Linked DNA regions of Arachis hypogaea: region 1 is linked to region 2. A link is a contact called in public Hi-C data. All regions are on one chromosome and are shown on one strand. The core of a region is the stretch at or near the end of the contact, and the rest is flanking DNA. Distances in the headings are between cores, read along the strand shown. Region 1 holds the start of LOC112796121 (O-fucosyltransferase 23). Region 2 has its middle 23 kb from the start of LOC112794183.

Region 1 (6,481 bases), core at 2,847-5,346, 71 kb before region 2:
TAAATAAAAAAAAAAACAAAATCAATCAACAGCAATTTAGAAATCAAAATAAGAACAAAACCAACAATGATTCAACAAATCAAATCCAGCTGAAACAAAGAAGATACAGAAGCAGAAGCAATCAAGCAGAAGCAAAAAGTAGAAGACAAAGCAGAATATGCAGAAGCAGAGCAGACCCAGAATATACAGAAGCAAACTCAGAAGATGCATAAGCAAAAGAAGCAGAAGACGAAACAGAAACAGAAATCAAAGCAAGAAGCAAAGTTGGCGAGGAGCAACGGCGAGGCGGTGAGGAGCAGCGGAGCGGAAGCCAAGGCTCTCTCCCTGACTCGCGACGGCAGCTCCAAATTTTGCCGGCGCCGGCAGCTCCAAGAAGAAGAAGGAAGCAGATTCAGAAGAAGAAGCAGAACCAACGGAGCAGCGGCGTGGTCGAATCGGCGGCGACGGCTCAGCGGCGTAGTCTCCCGAGGACGACGCGATGGCAGAGAGCTCTAGCAGCGTGGTCTCCTTTCCCTCTTCTCTTCTCTTCTCTTCCGTCGCAGTCCCTCTCTCCTTTCTTTCGACGACGGTGACGGCAGCCCCAAGTTTCGCCGGCGCCGGCGCCATCCCCCTCCCCCCTGATGTGCGGAAAACGATCCGACACAAAACTCACCGGCAAGTGTACCGGGTCGCATCAAGTAATAATAACTCACATGAGTGAGGTCGATCCCACAGTGATTGAAGGATTGAGCAATTTTAGTTTAGTGGTTGATTTAGTCAAGCAAATCAAATGTTGGTTGATTGGTTTGTAATTTGCAGAAACTAAATTGCAGTAAAATTAAATGGGAAGGGTGAATTTGCAGGAAATTAAAGGAAACTGAAATTAAAGTGCTGAATCTTAAAGAACGAGAAATTAAATGGCAGAAACTTAGAACGCAAGAAATGTAAATTGCAAAATCTTAAAGTGCAAGAAATGTAAATGGCTTGAATTATAAAGGGAATCGGGAAGTGGATTTGCAGAAATTAGACAAGGAAAAGTAAATTGCGATAAACAGAAAAGTAGAAGAGGAATTAAAATAAACCGGATCTCAACTGGAAATGTAAATGAACTTGAAGACGCATTCAACAGAGAAATTAAAATGAAAACTCCAGATCTCAGGACCCAAGAGACTAGATAATCAAGTCTAGATCTCGATGCCTTCCTAGATCCAAATTTAAAATTCAATTGCAAGAAAAGTAAATATCAAGCAGTAGAAAGAAGATGAAGCAGTGAAGAGAAATTCAAATTCAAATGTGCAAAAAAAGTAAACAAGAGATCTCAAGGTGAGATTGAGACAGAATTTCTCCAATTCTCAACACCCAAGACTCAAACAAAGTATGTAGAAAAGAAAGCAAAAATAGCCCAGAGGAAGAGAATTCAATTCTCCTTCCCAGGAACTCTCAAATTCTAAAAGCAACAACTCAAATGTAAAGATGAGCTCTCTACTGTAAGTATTAAAAATTCTAAAAGGAAAGCTCCCCTAAAACTTCAAATCCTAAGCTATTTATACACTTTCTTCAAATGATCATTAAGCCTTGAATTGGGCCTTTAGTCTTGATGGAATTGGGTTGACAATAGCCTCTGTTGATTGCTCTTGGTGTTGGGAAGAAATCCACTTGTGAACCGGGCGATGAACCATTCACGTTTGAGTCAACGTTTGAGGTAAACGTTGACTCAAACGTCCCTTGTGTGAGGCATTATGCAGATGCCCTTCTTGCTGTCATCCACGTTTGAGCCAACGTTTGAGGTCAAACGTGAGCTCAAACGTGGGTCTTCCCAGGCTCCCTTTTTGGCCAACGTTTGGCCCAACGTTTGAGGCAAACGTTGGCGCAAACATGGCTCATCTAAACCATCAATCAGTGGTGCTCTTCCATGCTCTTTCTTGCCAAAATGTAGCCAACGTTTGACCTCACGTTTGAGGCAAACGTTGGCTCAAATGTTGCTGTGCCCAGGAGCTCTATTTCTCTTCTTTTTGGCACCAACGTTTGACCTCACGTTTGAGGCAAACATTGGCGCAAACGTTGGCTCTTCCCATGGTGTTCTTCATCTGCTTCTCACGTTTGAGTTAACGTTAGCTCAAACGTGAATCCCTTCTTTCCAAGCCCATTCTTGCAACCTTTTTCCAAACTTTATTCCTCCTGTCATCAATCAACAATTGTATCAAAGCTATGCCATCATTATGAGAGTTATTCTTCTTCTTGTCATATGAGCAATTATGGCACAAAAACTCATGAAAATGCATCAATTTATCCATGGTTGATTGAATAAAAGGAAACATGAATTTCAACCCAATTGGCTTACTTATGGCTTAAGAAAGTGCATAAAACCTATTGAAAACAAAGGAAAAAGACTAGTAAAACTGGGCTAAGATGACCTGTCATCACCCCCTTCCCCCTCCACATCTTCCCTTCCCCTTTCCCCTTTCCCTCCCCTCCCCTCCCCCTTCGTATACCCTTTTCCTCTCCCTCCCCCTCCACGACGTGTTCCTCCCTCCCACACGTATTTTCTTTTATTTTTTTAAAATTTTATAACTTTTATTATTAAAATAGGGGTTGTTTAGAAATAACATAAAAATTTATTAAAAATGACGATTTTAATATGAAAAAAGTTTTTAAGAATGATTTTAAATCCAAAATTACGATGGAGATGATTTCGATTTTGACCCTCAACGTTAGGAACCAAAACAATACTTATCCCTTCTTAAAAATATTTTTGCCATAGCTCAATTTCCAAAATCCAAGTTCTCACTAAATCAGGAGGTAATAAGCAATTGATTTTGTTTAAATTAGTTTTTAAATAATTTTTTTAAATATATTAGTCCTTTAAAGATAAAACGTAAGTCAAATTAATTCTTTTATTAGTTAGATGATGATGTAATAGGTTAATGTCACGTGTCACAAGATAATTAGTTCATGTATCACGTCAATAATATCTAACATGTCAAGTGATAAAAAAATTATTTATAATTAAAATTGTCCTTGAAAGTTTAAAAGTAAGTCATTTTTATCTTTAAAATTTTAAAAATTAATCAAATTAGTCTTTATATAATTTTTTTATTTGTTTCATACTATTAAATTTAAACTTTTTTTTATAGTACTAATTTTAACATTATTTTTTAGACCTTATTAAACAAAATTCTCTTTATACACAATTTATTAAGGTCTAAAAATAATATTAAATAATACTATAAAAAATTTATTATTAAAATTTATTATTTTGTATAAAGAGAATTTTGTTTATTAAGGTCTAAAAAATAATATTGAAATTAATACTATGAAAAAATATTTTAAATTTAATATTATGAAAAAAATAAAAAAAATTTACATAAGAACTAATTTGATTAATTTTTAAAATTTTAGAGATGAAAATGACTTACGTCTGAATTTTCAGGAACTATTTTGATTATAAATAACTTTTTTATATGTCAAGTGACACGTAGTGTGTTAGGTGTCACTAACCTGGCACGTCAACCAATCATCTTGTAATACATCATCATCTAACTAATAAAATAATCAATTTAATTTACGTTTTATCTTTCAAAAATTAATATAACTAAAAAAAATCATTTGAAAACTAATTTAAAAAATAAGTAATCTTTGAGAAACGAATTTAACCATTAATTCAAATGTTATCTTTTTGAATTTTTCTGTTATACTGAGCATTTTAAAATTCATCGACTATGTAAAATATTGTTATGTTGTAAGTGTACTAAAACATAAAATGTTTTATGATAATAAATATGAGAAAAAAGTTTAAACAGGGTTAATAAAAATCACATTTTTTAAAGGGAAAATTTGTAATTTTTAGAATAGATAAGAATAAAATTGATTCCTTTGTTTATTATATTTAGGATGAATTGGTGATTAGCCATAAAGTGGACACAATGTAGAGAGACAAGATTATTCAAATAAAATAAAAAAGGATGATATTTTATTTTTTTAAACTTGCTGCGCAAATCTCTCTTGTCATTTTGCTCTTATTCTCATTCTTTTATTTATTTATTTACTTTTTTTTGTTAAAGTTTTATTTTTTATTCTTTCAAAACCCCAAAAAGAGTTTATACTCATTTTAATAATATAATATTTTCGTATATTCCATGAAACGCCGAAAGCTTTATTCATCTCTTTCAATTCCTTCTTATGTGATACCCTTTTTTTGGTCCCTCTCCTCTGTTCCCTATTATCCATTCTTTTTCTCTAACCCCATCTTCACTCTTCCTCTTCTTTGTAACAAGGTGCTTCCTTTTTCATCGATCATAACTCATTCTCCCTCTTCCTTTTCTGGGTTTCTCTCATAATCCTTTTAATAAGGTAAAATGGAAAGAAAAGAAAAAGTCAACATGCAAACGCTATTATGGCTCTGCTACAAAACAGAATCCTCAATAAATCTTCTTTGTTGTTTCTATCGTCGTGTTCATAGCGTTAGCCATTGGACACGTTCTTATTGTTAGTATATCTTGTTTGTTTCTTCCACTAACTGCTTAGAATTCTGGGTTCTGATAGGGATATGACATGATGGTGTTTTTGTCATAGATATATAGATTCACATGTGTCACATTACTTCGCTGTATTCTGAATTGTTCTACTTTTCTTTCTTTTTTTGAAAGTAATTACAGTGACACAAGGTTTTGAACATTGAAGGTATCGCCATGAATATAAAAATCTAAGCTTTCACATTACAATTACATAGTTTGTGAGCCGATTCTGATGAATTTTTGTATAATTTGTTTTGTCACTTTTTTTTTTCTCATTACTCCTTCTGCATCACTCTTTCAGGTTGTGGGAGACTTTCAAAATTGGATCTTGCTCTGCTTATTATGTGCATGCATGGATTTTCTGCATTGACGTTTGTTCCTTTTGTTAGTGATGCTATAGTACTGCGTTCTGAATTTTCAAGACAAAGTTGTTGGTGCTTTTGCATGGGAGAAAGTTGACTCTTACATGGAAGTGTTGTTGAAGTTCTTTGGTGGTACTGCAAATTCAGTTACTTGCAAATGCATGGTTTTGTTTGTTACTGTTTTGATTCTTAGATTACTTCTCTTTCCTTCCTTCCCTAGTTTTGATGGGATTGAATGGACCAACATTGTGTATATCCGCAACAACCATCCTCCATTGTTGGGTTCTGAGTTTGGAATTAGGAAAAACAAGTTCTTGGAAGTTCCTCAGATTGTGTGGGGATTGAACAACCAGAAGATTGCATTTGCAAGGGCTTGTCTTACTGCTAGAATGCTGAATAGAACTCTTTTGATGCCTAGCCTTAGTGCCTCTTTGTTTTACAAAGAAATTGACCTCTTAAAGCCAATTTCCTTTGACAAAGTGTTCCAATTCGACGCGTTTAACACAATTTGCAGCGGTTTTGTTCAATTAGGCCAGTACTGGGATGTGCTAAATGTAACAAAAGTTCTTGAAATGCAGAAAGGAAGTGGAAGAAAGTGGACATTGGAAAGAGATTTATCACAATTGAGAGAGCATAGCCAGGGCTCGATCGATGACCACGAGGTAATTCGGATTGTTGGGAAGAATCCCTTTTTGTGGCATGATCATTGGCCTGTGAAGGATTATGCAAAGGTTTTCGAGTGCTTGCATTTGGTAGATGAGATTTCTGAAGAAGCAGATAGAGTTGTGTCTAGGATTAGAGAAGTTGGAAGAGAGGCAAGGGAAAGCATTAATGCTTCTGAGAGTTCTTCATTTCGGCCTATGCCATATGTTGCCGTCCACATGAGGATAGAAATTGATTGGATGATTCATTGCAAGAAATTAGAGCAGAGATTGAACACAAACCAAATATGCAGTAGCAGGGAAGAGATAATGGAAAGAGTTAGGAACATTGCCGGTTTGAAGGCTCCGGTCGTTGTTTATCTCGCGGTAGCTGATAAGCTCCTTAACGATTCTTCCATATTAGAACATTGGGGAGAAGGCATTCTTCCCTTTGAGAAGAAGAAGCTTGGTGTTGATGGAATTTATAAGAAGTATCCATATCTAATTCAATCTGCAATCGACTATGAAGTGTGTTTGAGGGCTGATATCTTTGTTGGAAACAGTTTCTCCACATTTTCAAGCCTTATAGTTCTTGAAAGAACACAGAAGATGATGAAAATTGGAGCCACAAGCATGTGTGGAAATGATGCAAGATGGCCTTCTTATGCTTACAATAAACCATCCGGAGAAGAATCAAATGGACCTATGAAATGGAATACAAATATGTCTGATTCAAGTCTTCAAGCAATCAGCTATGGCACCAACCACATTTCTTGTTGATAGTGTTGTGTACAATTTCTGTTGCAAATGTTCAGAATTCTTAGAGTAGATTAGAGGCCCTTGTTCTTGTGGAGTTTGATTAGCTCACATCAAGAAGAAAGAAAGAATGGTTAAGAGGTTACAACTTACAACAATGGGATATAGTTGTTTACATTGAGGTATGGTTTCTCTTTATGTAAATCATCATACTTTTAATGTCCATTGA
Region 2 (6,438 bases), core at 1,187-3,686:
GTGCTTGACCCTTCTCACAAGCTGTGTACATATTTTAATTTATGGTGGTTCATTTCATTCTCATCTATAATAGGTTCAGTCTAACTTAGAAGCAAGGAATCAGAAAATACAAAATTATTATATTAAAAAAAATATTATTTTTTGGATTAATAAAAACCATTGCAATGTGTGTTAGGTAAAACGTTGATTGGGAAGACAGTGACATTAATAAACCCTATCATACTATCCAGATCCTATGAGCAATAATATTATTATAATGATAAAATAATGCCGCCTGAATTGATTTAATTATTAAATAATATTTTTTGAAAGTGTTTGACGCAATTCATGTGAAAATAAGAACTCATGTATATATATATATTTTTGTTTCTTGTAATGTGCAATTATTTGATATATATAATTAATTATTATATATGGCTAAGATTATAGATAAGTCCATTATTTGGTGCTAACGTCTCTGAAAATGTCAACTAATTTGAGATTTTTCTTCTTTGCATGACTTGACCCGTGAAGCAGCCAACTTGAACAAATTAAAACATATTGACTCTCTCAAAAATCAAAATCATTCATATATATATAACATTTAACATTTACGTATGCATCACCATCATTTATAAAATTCCTTTGTATTTGATCTTCTCTATCTGATTAAAATAATTTATGTGTAAGTCAATTTCTTTCAATGTACTAAAATAAGTATTGCCAAAAAAAAAAATATTTATTTTTTATGATGATGGTATAAGTAGTTGAATTAATGTTGTTTAAAATGGAAAGTTATAACTTATAACCATTATATATATGTTTGATGTATGTATTTGATGTACACTAATTTAATATTATCATTCAATTACATACATGTATGATTAGATATATGTGAAAAAAAATTTATGTTAATCATGTATAAAAATTAAATCCCAACAAATATTGAATCAAACATTTTCATAAATACGATGATAAATAATTAAATACATGTATAAAATTTACTTACAAATTAACAAGAATAAGTCATCATTTACAAGTGATTATTATTCATGGTAAATTTACTTATGCGTCTTGTTGCTATTGTTTGCTTCTTCCCCTAAATGAAGTGTGACATTTGAATGTGGAATTGCCCTTGATTGAAGGGGATATACCTTGCGTCATTTGGTTACAAATCTAAGCAAAGAAAATATATACAAGTATGGGAAAATAAATAATATATGGCTAACCCTAGAAGACTTTGACTTAGGTCGGTGAATTATTAACAAATTAATGATATGATGACACTAAAAATGAATTTGCATGTATACTTTTTCTTTTCATGAAATCGGAAATTCGTGGGCAGAGTTGCTAGAAGCATTTTGATTTGGGAGTAGTTTTGTTTTTTTGTTTTTGTTAGTTGCTCACTATAGTTTCAGTCCGATAAATAAAAAATTAATTTATTGCGGATTAGGACTCTATTAAAAAATTTGTTACTGATTAATAGATTATTACATACAAAAGACAGAATTTAAATTCCTATCACTTATTTAAACGGGCCAGTAAGCATTACCTGTCCAAGTTGGTTGGAGTTTTGTTTCTTTATGGCAATGAAATTATATAAACAACTAACAACTAACAACCATGAATGAATTAATATTTGGGCTATTCAAACGTAAGAGCCCATGTAACTTTCGTTGAATTATTATGGGAAAAACAAAGCATTCCAGATTGCTATGAACAAAGTTTGAAATTTTGGTTATTTGACCAAGGACCCTTGAAAAACTGTTGATGAAAGAGTATGTAATTTATTTTAGAAATTGTTTATCTTGAAACACGGTTGCTTTGTCACACATTTTGTTTGTTTTTAGGGAGATCACTACTTTTTTTCTAGGTTGAAAATTGATGATAATTAATGTTGAGTTTGGTCTCCTATTCTCTCTAAAGACAAAATAAAACTAAACAAAATTTTAGCTCTGTTAATATTATTTTCTTATATAGCTGTTGATATTCAGAGAACTAGTATATTTCCCGTAGGATATAAATATAAATATAAATATAAATAGTTTATTAGGAAACGTATAAATCTCAGCATGGTACTAAAACTCTAAAAGTAATCAATATATATGTCTACTAAATAAAGAAAAATTAACAATAATAGCTGGATTTAGGGTTCAATTCTTTGGTTTAATTTGAGGAACCAAAGAGGTGTCAAAATTTGATTGAGTTAGGGAACAGAGCAAAATCTTGAATGAAAAATCGAAATGAAATCATCTTAATTCTTAACCCCCACCCATCTTGTGACCAGAATTTCATTTTCTTATATTAAAAAAAAACACAAAAAATTTTATTTTTCTTTGGTATTAGAGAATGTCTTTTGCTGTTTAATTTCTTGGGCTTAGTATAAGATATTGACTTTGTTTTAAAATTGTTTTGTCCAAAGTATTAGAGATTGTCTATTATAGTTCCAAAAATATATGGTCCTAATCCATCGCATTTGCTGTCACTCTAGAATTGTTTTGGGTTGACCTAAGTCCATTAATATGGTAGCAATAACATAACCACTTCATTCAACTGGAGCCAAAAATGAATACCACAACAAAAAAAAAAAAAAAACAATTCTTTTTTATTTTTGTTTTTGTCACACTACGACTAATTGTTATGAGTTGCCATATTGAGACCGAGAGTGAAGGCCCCACAAACAAAATGGGGTGACGATGCATATATTTCACAAAACTGAAGTGTTGTCTCTTCTGTGGTTTCAATCGTAAAGCTACTAATAAAGAGAATATGAAATAAATAACTGACTATATTAGTTAAAAGTTTTGTTATGTTTATACCAAAATCAACAAATAAAATTAGCCACTAGTATAAAATATATATTGAATTATTGAAATATAAAATACATATTTATACACAAATATACCATAATTGATTTTATTGTACAAAGTATTTTTGATTAGTTTATAAGTAATACTTGACGTCAATTTGATGAAATATTATAATCGTAAGATAATCATATTCTGAGCATTATTCATAAAGATAACATTGTTCCATGCATTTAGTAAGATGATTTTGTAGTAACGAAATTCGCTGGTATTAAGGGTGATGAGTTTGAAAAACTCTAAAATTAATATTTGTGATGATTAAACATTATTAATGTAATTAACTGCAAAAATATTAATTCATATAGGTTGATTAAATTAATTTTTGCAATGCAGGTTCTGCTTGGGCCGAAAAATATTGGCTAGCCCAACTTAATAAAACATATTCAGCAGTGATATAAATTTTTATCACTATGGCTGAATTGATTTGGGCCGAAATGAAAGAAAATTGACAAGCCCAAATGTGTTAATTGTAGCTCAGCCTTGAAACAAAATGTCCAAATTGATTTGGCTAAAACAAGTTGTTATCTTGGGCCAAATTGATTCATTATTGTTACAAGCCCAAGTTAATCATGTTTTGCTATATGCCCCAATGCATGATCTGAAAATAATTCATCAGGAAAGCAAATGTTGCTATTTACCTTATGCCTTCTAAAGGATCTCAACTTTCACCAAGTGATGGAATTTAAAATTCATTAAAGTGAAGTTAATATATGCATTGGAAACATGAGAGAGAGTTGGTCATTGATTTGATGGATATCACGTTGCTCAGTGAAAGGAAAGTGGTCATTTAATTTGCTTTATCAAAATCCATTAGTTAATGTTCAATTTTCTCTTTCTTCTCTCTCAACTTTCTTCATCTCTTTCGGTCATTACACAGCAGCCATGGAAGCTACTTTGAGCTACCGAAAAGAAGAAAAGGCACGCTACAAGACCATCACAATGATGGCAAGAAAAAAAACAAAAAGTATGCTGTGGCTAAGATTCTCATTCACTTGTGGTAAGATATTGTGAAGAGATCTTGGCTCCTCCATACCAAAAATGGAAGTAAAGATCTCGGCCAGCAAGGTGAAGATCCTTAGAAAAGTTGGTAAAAGCTTTTTATCTTGTATAAATGATGTTCTTCTTGTAAATGGTTTGAAACATAATTTACTTAGTGTAAGTCAATTGTGTGATTTAAGATTTGAAGTTATTTTTAGAAAGTTTGTGTGTTTGGTTGTTTGTAAAAAAAAAACTGGGGATATTCTTTTTGAAGCTAAAAGATGCAACAATGTGTATGGATTAACTCTTGAGACTTGAAAGAACAAAATATAACATGTTTTACTTCACTTGAATCTGAAAAATGGCTATGGCATAGAAAGTTGGGTCATGCTAGCATGTACCAAATTTCTAAGCTAGTAAAGAAAAATCTGGTGAGGAATTCCTAAAATCAAATTTGATAAGGATCTTACTTGTGATACTTGTCCATTAGGCAAACAAGTTAAATCCTCTTTTAAACCAAAGGATGAAATTTCAACCAAAAGACCATTAGAGATGTTACACATTGATCTTTTTGGTCCAACAAGAACTCAAAGTTTAGGAGGTAAACACTATGGTTTAATAGTGGTAGATGATTACTCTAGATTCGGTTGGGTACTTTTTCTTGCTCATAAAAATGATGCTTTTCATGCTTTTTCAACCCTTTGCAAGAAAACTCAAAATGAAAAAGATTTAAAAATAGCCTATTTGAAAAGTGATCACGGAAAAGAATTTGAAAATTAACACTTTGAAAAATTCTGTGATGACTTTGGAATTACTCATAATTTTTCATGCCCTAGAACACTTCAACAAAATGGGGTTGTTGAAAGAAGGAATAGAAGCCTTCAAGAAATGACTAGGGCCATGTTATGTGAGAATGAGGTTCCAAAGTTTCTATGGGCTGAAGCTGTAAACACAGCATGTTATATTTTGAATAGGGCCATTATTAGAAAAAGGGTTAAAGAAAACTCCTTATGAGCTATGGAAAGGAACCCCTCCAAATCTTAAGTATTTTCATGTTTTTGGATGCAAGTATTTTGTGCTTAATAACAAAAAAAATCTTGGCAAATTTGATCCAAAATCATATGAGGACATGTTTGTTGGATACTCCACTACTAGCAAAGCCTATAGAATTTAACTCAAAGATCATAGAACTATAGAGGAATCCATACATGTTACTTTTTGTGATTCTAATTTAATTCTCAGTACTGTGATAGATAATAATTCAGATTGTGAAGAAGCTGGGACAAGCAAAGAAAATCTCAAGTCTGCTCAAAATGAAGAATCTGCCAGTCCAGTTTTGTCTCGTCAGAATGGAGGAGACATTTCCATTTTGTCTCCTGAGTCAGCAAGAGAAACTGAAACAGTGAGACCCACAGAAGTTCATCAAAGCCCACCACCACAAAGGAAGCCTAGAGAATGAAAGTCTATGAGGGGTTATCCTCATGACTTTATCATTGGAGACCCTTCTCAAGGTGTGACCACAAGATCCTCAACCAAAAGGCAATCCGAACCAAGCAATTTTACAATCTTGTCACAATTGGAGCCCAACAATGTCAAACAAGGTCTTGAAGATCCATCATGGGTGAAAGACATGCAAGAGGAGTTTGCTCAATTTGACAAGAATGAGGTTTGGACACTAGTACCTCATCCGGATGGTAAGAAAGTTACGGGTACTAAGTGGGTGTTTAAAAATAAACTTGGTGAGGATGGACAAGTTGTTCGTAACAAGGCTAGATTAGTGGCCCAAGGTTACGATCAAGAAGAGGGTATAGATTTTGATGAATCTTTTGCTCCGGTAGCTAGAATGGAAGAAATTAGGTTACTTCTTGCCTATGCTGCCCATAAGGGTTTTAAAATGTTTCAAATGGATGTTAAATGTGCTTTCCTTAATGGCTTTATTGATAGAGAAGTGTATGTGGCTCAACCCCCCCGGTTTTGAACATAAGGATTTTTCAAATCATGTTTTCAAACTCTCTAAAGCTCTTTATGGTCTTAGACAAGCTCCAAGAGCTTGGTATGAAAGGTTTAGTGCCTTCCTATTAGAAAATCAATTTCAAAGGGGTGCCACAGACACAACTTTATTCATTAAAGCATCTAATGATGATATTCTCCTAGTTCAAGTTTATGTGGATGACATTGTGTTTGAATTGGCCAATGAGTCATTGTGTGAAGAGTTTGGAAAAATCATGACTAGTGAGTTTGAGATGAGTTTAATGGGAGAGCTTACTTTCTTTCTAGGCCTCCAAATTAAACAAACTCCTAGTGGTACCTTTATTCACCAAGGAAAGTATGCAAAAGAACTTATCAAAAAGTTTGGCCTAGAAAAGTCTAAACCAATGGGAACACCAATGCATCCAAACACTAAATTTGAAAAGGATGATGATGGCCAAGATGTAGATGAAACACGGTATAGAGGAATGATTGGTTCACTAATGTATCTTACCTCCTCTAGACCGGATATCATTCAAAGTGTGGGTGTTTGTTCAAGATTTCAATCTCACCCAAAGGAATCCCATCTTTCGGCTGTTAAGCGCATCATTAGATATATTAAGGGAACTAATGATTATGGCTGGTG

Evidence for each region. A called contact is a pair of places that touch in the nucleus more often than the background predicts.
Region 1: a Hi-C map of an unstated tissue shows a contact between it and region 2, with 4 times the contacts expected there. The contact joins the promoter of LOC112796121 here to the enhancer-like site in region 2. A contact is called at or near these places in 2 of 8 Hi-C or Micro-C datasets (leaf and an unstated tissue).

Annotation. Positions count from the first base shown.
Region 1 is chr4:7,956,172-7,962,652 of arahy.Tifrunner.gnm2.J5K5, reverse strand. LOC112796121 (O-fucosyltransferase 23) reads left to right here and starts at 4,096. Exons shown (of 2, transcript XM_025838421.3): 1 at 4,096-4,329; 2 at 4,795-6,481. The coding sequence starts at 4,960. The coding sequence ends at 6,276.
Region 2 is chr4:7,883,464-7,889,901 of arahy.Tifrunner.gnm2.J5K5, reverse strand. No RefSeq gene overlaps it. Among protein-coding and RNA genes, the nearest start is that of LOC112794183, 23 kb to the right of the region's middle. Within about 2 kb of position 2,436, at least 3 of the 3 cell types and tissues checked have open chromatin away from gene starts, as enhancers often do.